Linked DNA regions of Bombyx mori: region 2 is linked to region 1. Evidence: chromatin contacts called from public Hi-C data. All regions are on one chromosome and are shown on one strand. The core of a region is the stretch at or near the end of the contact, and the rest is flanking DNA. Distances in the headings are between cores, read along the strand shown. Region 1 overlaps LOC101746623 (protein transport protein Sec24C). Region 2 overlaps LOC101736001 (vinculin).

Evidence for each region. Hi-C and Micro-C count contacts between places; a contact is called where the count stands out from the background.
Region 2: a contact with region 1 is called in a Hi-C map of posterior silk gland, with 2.7 times the contacts expected there. The contact joins two enhancer-like sites. A contact is called at or near these places in 3 of 7 Hi-C or Micro-C datasets (middle silk gland, posterior silk gland and whole pupa).

The regions. Positions count from the first base shown.
Region 1 is chr27:560,267-563,462 of ASM3026992v2, forward strand. It overlaps LOC101746623 (protein transport protein Sec24C), which reads right to left. Exons shown (of 18, transcript XM_038020809.2): 16 at 3,038-3,196; 17 at 1,634-1,827. Among protein-coding and RNA genes, the nearest start is that of LOC101746623, 18 kb to the right of the region's middle. Within about 2 kb of position 1,740, at least 2 of the 8 cell types and tissues checked have open chromatin away from gene starts, as enhancers often do.
Region 2 is chr27:661,206-664,401 of ASM3026992v2, forward strand. It overlaps LOC101736001 (vinculin), which reads left to right. Exons shown (of 25, transcript XM_038020831.2): 17 at 1-66; 18 at 929-1,022; 19 at 1,548-1,737; 20 at 2,473-2,730. Among protein-coding and RNA genes, the nearest start is that of LOC101735325, 11 kb to the right of the region's middle. Within about 2 kb of position 1,751, at least 3 of the 8 cell types and tissues checked have open chromatin away from gene starts, as enhancers often do.

The DNA of each region.
Region 1 (3,196 bases), core at 490-2,989:
ACATCAGGGGAAGTGGGCTTTACATTTTTAAAAGGGGGGAGGGTAGGAGGAGGAGAATGGGTGTCAATAACTAACAGATCGGTTACCGGTTCGATTTGACATTTTCTGTCGGTTGGATATCGACTGCTGTAGTATTATTTCAAATTAAATCAGAATTTTAAACACACACAAGTATTAGTTAGTGGATTTGAAGTTACTTAATAAATTTGGTGGTTTTTTTGCAATGTTTTTGATTTATCAATAGTAATATCGTCGATATCTCCTAAGATCATAACTTGGCGCTAGTATCGATAAAGTTATCGCGTTGTCCCCTACCTACAGTCAGCTCTTCGAGGGCGCCGGACTAGAGCAGCGGTCGGGGGAGCGGGATAAATTACCCCAAATGGGGTAAAATGCAATTTTGGGGGGTAAAAATGAAACTTTTGTGAGTAAAAAGTATATATTGAAGTGAAACTTCTTTAGAATCGTTGTGATTTCAAACTCAAAACAAGAAATTATCATTTACTTGTATTTTATGTGGGGGCGATTTTTTTCTTCAACTGTATATTACATATATTACTATTATTAGCGTTTTGTATTACAAGGTATTACATTGATAAATTGAACAAATTATGTTTAAATTAAATTTTTAGTTATTGTTTACTTTTCAAAATTATCATGGGGGCTATAATATGAAAAATACTAAAAAGAAGCGATTTCGTTTTTTTTCTGTTCTTCGCCATGGGGTAATATCAACTTACACAAAAATATTTTGGGGTAATAATTAAAAAAGTTCCCAGACCACTGGGCCAGAGGCTTCGAAGCACTTCTTCTATATCGTTCCGTCACTGCTGAGGATCGCGACCACGTGTGACGTTCCTCCACTGTGTTCGATCATGGGTGGCAATAACCGAAGCACTAGACCCACTGTATCACTGACATTGCTGATGTCCATGGACAACGGAGTCCACTCACTTGACCAATCAAGCTGGTCACATACCTGCTTGTACTGCAATACAGTATGATTGTGGTCCAGTGCCTGAGTTGGATATTTTTACTTTTAGGTTAGTTACGTTTATAAAAATGATCAAGGGCATCCTCCAGTTCAGTAGTGTAATTGTTTAATTTTATATTGTGAATAAAATTATTTCCTTACATTATAAGTTAGATTAGTTTTAAGTGGTCGTGTTGTTCTGTCGTATAATTGTAAGGAACGTTGTTGTACTAATTCAGCACTATGTCTTGTTTTGTCGTGCGCACGTAACTTATGTTGCAAGCCAGATTTTGTTTCTTTTTACTTGTGTTTTTTTTATGTATATTTTTAGCTTGTAATGTGTATTGTGAGCCTAACAAATAAATAAAAAAATTAAAAAATAAATCAATAGATAATGATCCATATAAATGTCAGTTACAGTGATTTCTTAAAAATTAATTAGTAAGGACACAGTTATAAAAGAAAACTACAACAACATATATACTACATACGATTGAAATACGGCACTACGAGCAAATTCTGTGAACCTCTCTGCAATTATTCAGAAAAGGTACATCTAATCTTGAGAATATGCTTGTCTGTACTGCAATATAGTACGATTGTGGTCCAGGGTGCAGGTCCAGGAGGGGGAGGGGGGTTGGGGGGCGTCCCCGTGCTCACCCGCATGCAGAGGCGGCGTGCGTCGCGCGCGTGCTCGATCTGTGCGCGCACGGTACGGCTGATGGGCGTGTCGAGGACGGGCAGCTCGTAGACCGTGGGCTCGATCTGTTGAGGGGAGCTCACGCCGAACACGTCGCGCACGAACTCGGCGGGCGCCTGGGACCCCACCCACAGCAACATGTGCACGCCGTTCTCTATCACGGGGAACCATTACTCACTATATAGCCCTCGATAACCAGGGCAACAATTACTGGTGGTAGGACCTCTTGTGAGTCCGCGCGGGTAGGTACAACCGCCCTAGCTATTTCTGCCGTGAATCAGTAATGCGTTTCGGTTTGATGGGCGGGGCAGCCGTTGTAACTATACTTGAGACCTTAGAACTTATATCGCAAGGTGGGTGGCGCATTTACGTCGTAGATGTCTATGGGCTCCAGTAACCACTTAACAACAGGCGGACTGTGAGCTCGTCCACCCATCGTAGCAATAAAAAAAAAACAAAAAAAAAATACCAGTTACAGTAGATTGGGAGGAATACGGACAAATCTGGGATGTCACAATACTTTTATTGGGTTGTTACAGATTTAACTTTGTTGCACTGAAAATTACTTTTATTTAGTGTTTAACAATATTAAATAGTTTAATTTAGTCATTAAAGTTTTGTAACTCATTAAAGATAATAAAAAGTTAATTACTTAAAGTTAGGTACCTACCTAACAACAAAATAGTGCTAGCCCTATTGTCCCCATACGCCAAGGTGAATCGGGTCAAGCTAGTTTTCTCAGTTTTTGTGTATATTTTGTAATGAATTATGTATAATAACGTATCGTATCTAAAAATTTAAGCCTTCGGAACCATTAAAAAAAACCATTGAAAATTTGTGTTGGATTTGGAAAGGGTCCCAATTCCATTTTACGGCAATAAAAGAGATAAATGTACTATAAGCGAATGAACGACCAATATATGATTATTCAAAGTTCCATCCACGTGACGTCATTTGAGCTCATGAACATCGGATGTGATAACGAAAGGAGTATCTATATATTAATACGTGAAGGAAAAACTTTGTATCCCTTTTTACGAAAATTGCGCGGACGGAGGAGTATGAAATTTCCCACACTTATAGAGAATATAGAGAAGGAGTGCAGAATGCTAATTTTTTTTAAATTATTATCTGTAAATCCACAATATTTAATATTATGATAAAATCCCTTAATATTTTACTATTTTTTAAGTATCCTTATGGTTATTAAATAAAACATTAACTGACTTAACTAAGTAACCATTGTCTGCATTGGATAATGAAATCGATAACCATTTTAACTAGCAATCAATATGATTAGGCGCGGTTGGACTGGGCACACAAGAGCATTGATTTAGTAATTATTAGAAGTAAACATTACATACCCAGTAAATATACCCCGAATTCATTCATCTTGTCTATGGAAGCCCTCAGCGGGGTGAGCTTAGCGTCCGGCGAGTCAGCCAGCTTGTGCAGCGGGAGCAGGCGAGGGTAAGTGTAGACCACGGATGTGGCCACGTCGGCGGTGAGCGCACGGTACATCG
Region 2 (3,196 bases), core at 501-3,000, 100 kb after region 1:
CGGTGCTGCGGGTGCGGGATCTGTGCGACCAGGCCGTCGACCCCCTGGACTTCGTCAGGACAGCCGGTACGTCTCTGTGGCTTGTGGTCAATGAGTGGGTCACCATACTTTTCACAACAAACATATGTTTTTAATCCAATAGATTGAAATTAAAAAAAAAAACACTTTAATTCATCTTCTTCTTTCCATTTAACAGATTAAACTTATTGAAGCTTTTTATATATTCGACACTGGCAACATTAAGTCGCAAGAAGCGGATTGCCATATTAAAAAAATGAAGAAGAATGAAATTTAATTTCCATTACATTACCTCTGTATTTTTATAAATTTATTGCAAAGGATATTAAACATAATAAACTCCATTTACTATATTAAATCATGAAATTATTCATATCGAGGGGTGATAGAATATTTAGTTTTAGCGACATTTCTTTTAATAGGCAACACTTATCTTTACAATTAAAGTTGCGTTTTGTTTGGTATTACCATCATCAACAGTTCGATGTTTTTATTTAAACTCCAATTAAGTTTACTCCATTCAAACATCTGAAGAAGTTGTTCTGTTTTTGATATTTTTTCCAAAATTTTAAACTTTAAATGGTGTTCGGTAATATATCACTTTTTTGTCAGCATAATTCGCGTGACGCGTTAACTTTATTTCCACATCAACAGCCGCGTCACCCGGGGGCATTCATAACATTATAATTAACATTTCTTTGAATTACTTAATATTTTAACAATAAACATTTTTAAGCAACATAATCTTTAAATAACAAATTCACACCGCACCCTACAAATGGCTCTTATGTAAAATTGCAAAAATCTCGCTTAAACCCAATAGCCTTTCATCTGTCGATATAATAAAATCTGTATGAAGTCCTTCATGATGAGGAAGCCAGGGTCTGTATGTCACATATGTGTTTGGCAGGCGAGCTGATGCAGAAGCACACGTACCTGTGCGAGGACGCCATCCGCAACAACGACTCGCAGAAGATGGTGGATAACACTTCGGCTATAGCCAGGTCGGTCATCGTTCATTATCCATATATATATAAACGCTTTTGTACGGGTTATACTGCAGCTGTTTGGCATATGCTAAAGTTTTTTTTTCTTTTTAGATGGGTGGACGAGCTCACAGCCCACCTGGTGTTAAATGGTTACAGAAGCCCATAGATATCTACAACGTAAACGCGCCACCCACCTTGAGATATAAGTTCTAAGGTCTCACGTATAGTTACAACGGCTGCCCCACCCTTCAAACCGAAACGCATTACTGCTTCACGGCAGAAATAGGCAGGGTGGTGGTACCTACCCGTGCGGACTCACAAGAGGTTCTACCACCAGTTATTCACAAGAGGTTCTACCACCAGTTCCGCGAAGTACGGATCTTGCTAGGGCCAGTGTTAACAACAACGTCAGGTCTGAGCCCCGTGAGTTCACTTACTAGTTCGGTGACGCTGATATGGTCTCTCTGGACCATCAACTTGGGTAGGATAACAAAAAAAAAGGTAACAGAGTTGTTCTCCATCGACTCGGCATGTGCGCAGGCTGGCCAACCGCGTGCTGCTGGTGGGCGGGTCGGAGCGCGACAACACGGAGGACGGCGAGTTCGCCCGCGCGCTGGACGCCGCCCACCGCCGCCTGCAGGCCGCCATCCCCGCCGCCGTGCGCAGGGCCAAGGGCGTGGCGCAGGCAGACCGCGCGCAGCTGCCGCACTGGAGGGCCGCCAACGCAGAGGCATGCACACCTGTCTACTTGGCAGCCCTACCCTACCTTACTAACTAGATCCGCCCAGAATACCTGACAGCCCTACCCTACCTTACTAAGTAGATCCGCCGAGAAATGCAGTGGGATAGTTTGCTCGTGGACGATGACCGGTGCTTGAAGGTCCTAAAAGCACTGAGAGTGAACCCGGGGGATCCGACAAGACATATTTCAGGCGACGGCGGCTTTGCCTTGTCCCGTCGCCTGGTTCGGATATGACCTGGCACTTGTCATATTATTATGCCATGTCCTCAACTAATTTTTTTTTTTTAAGAGATTTTATGACCTGGTAACTAAGACCTTTAAGTCATGTCTTATTTTATTTTATTTTCTTAATTTTATGAAAAATGATAATATGGAGTGAAATGAAATGAAGATGATTAATTTGAGACATTAATCAACTGGGATGAAATTTAATGAAATGAGATGATATGGGATGAAATATAATCGCAGTAAAATGGTGGTCATTTACTGAGATTTTTTCAGTGGACTTTTTGGAGGAACCCGAGAAGTTACGTCCAGCAGCTTTGTTTCATTCTCCCACATTTGTGCACTTTCACAGATATTAAACAGTTAATAAACCACCATTATTACACATTTAAACCTGAAGAAACACTAAATAGACAAAATAAAACAAATCACACAACTTCACTCCTCGCGTTCCCGCCAAAAAGTCCTGTCCTCAACTATAAACAAATATTGCCACAGATAATTAAAGCAGCGAGCGAAATGGAATCGGCACTGGGGCAGCACTACGCTCCCCCGCCCCCGCCGCCCCCGCCCCCGGTCCCCGCGCCAGTGGAGGACAATCTTAGCAGGCTGACGTCACGCCTGGAGGTGTCGGCGCCGCCGCGCCCCCCGCCGCCCTCAGCCGCCGCCCCGCCGCGCCCCCCGCCCCCCGCTGACACTGACGACGAGGGGGAGGACATCTTCAGGAGACAACCGCATCCCAGCCAACCTATACTGGTCACTATTATATATTCATTTGTAATACTAGGTGCATTAAGGGCTACCAAGTCGTCGAATTCTCAACGGTCCTTAATAGACATTTAACCGGACTCTGGTTCTGGTTCTGTCTCGCGCTGATGCTTCATGTTATCAAGTGGTCACGGTGGCTGCAAATGTACCAATACGACGAGAGTATCATGCGTGCACTGCAGGACAGCACTACGCGAGTAGCTCCATCGACACGCCGGTACAGTGTGCTTAGTGCGAGTGTTTTAACATTCTCCATAGCGTTAAAGTTAACTCAAGTTTGTATGCAGTTAGAACAGCGCCCCTAGCGGCAAACGTAGGCAAACGTTGAGTTAACTTTTACGCTATCGAGAACCTTAAAAAACTAAGCACACTGATAATAAGTCCCCACTCCTTAAGCACGGTGACCTCGTAGGAGTTTCATTCCCCCACCCGGGAATAAAAGTACTGGTAACAG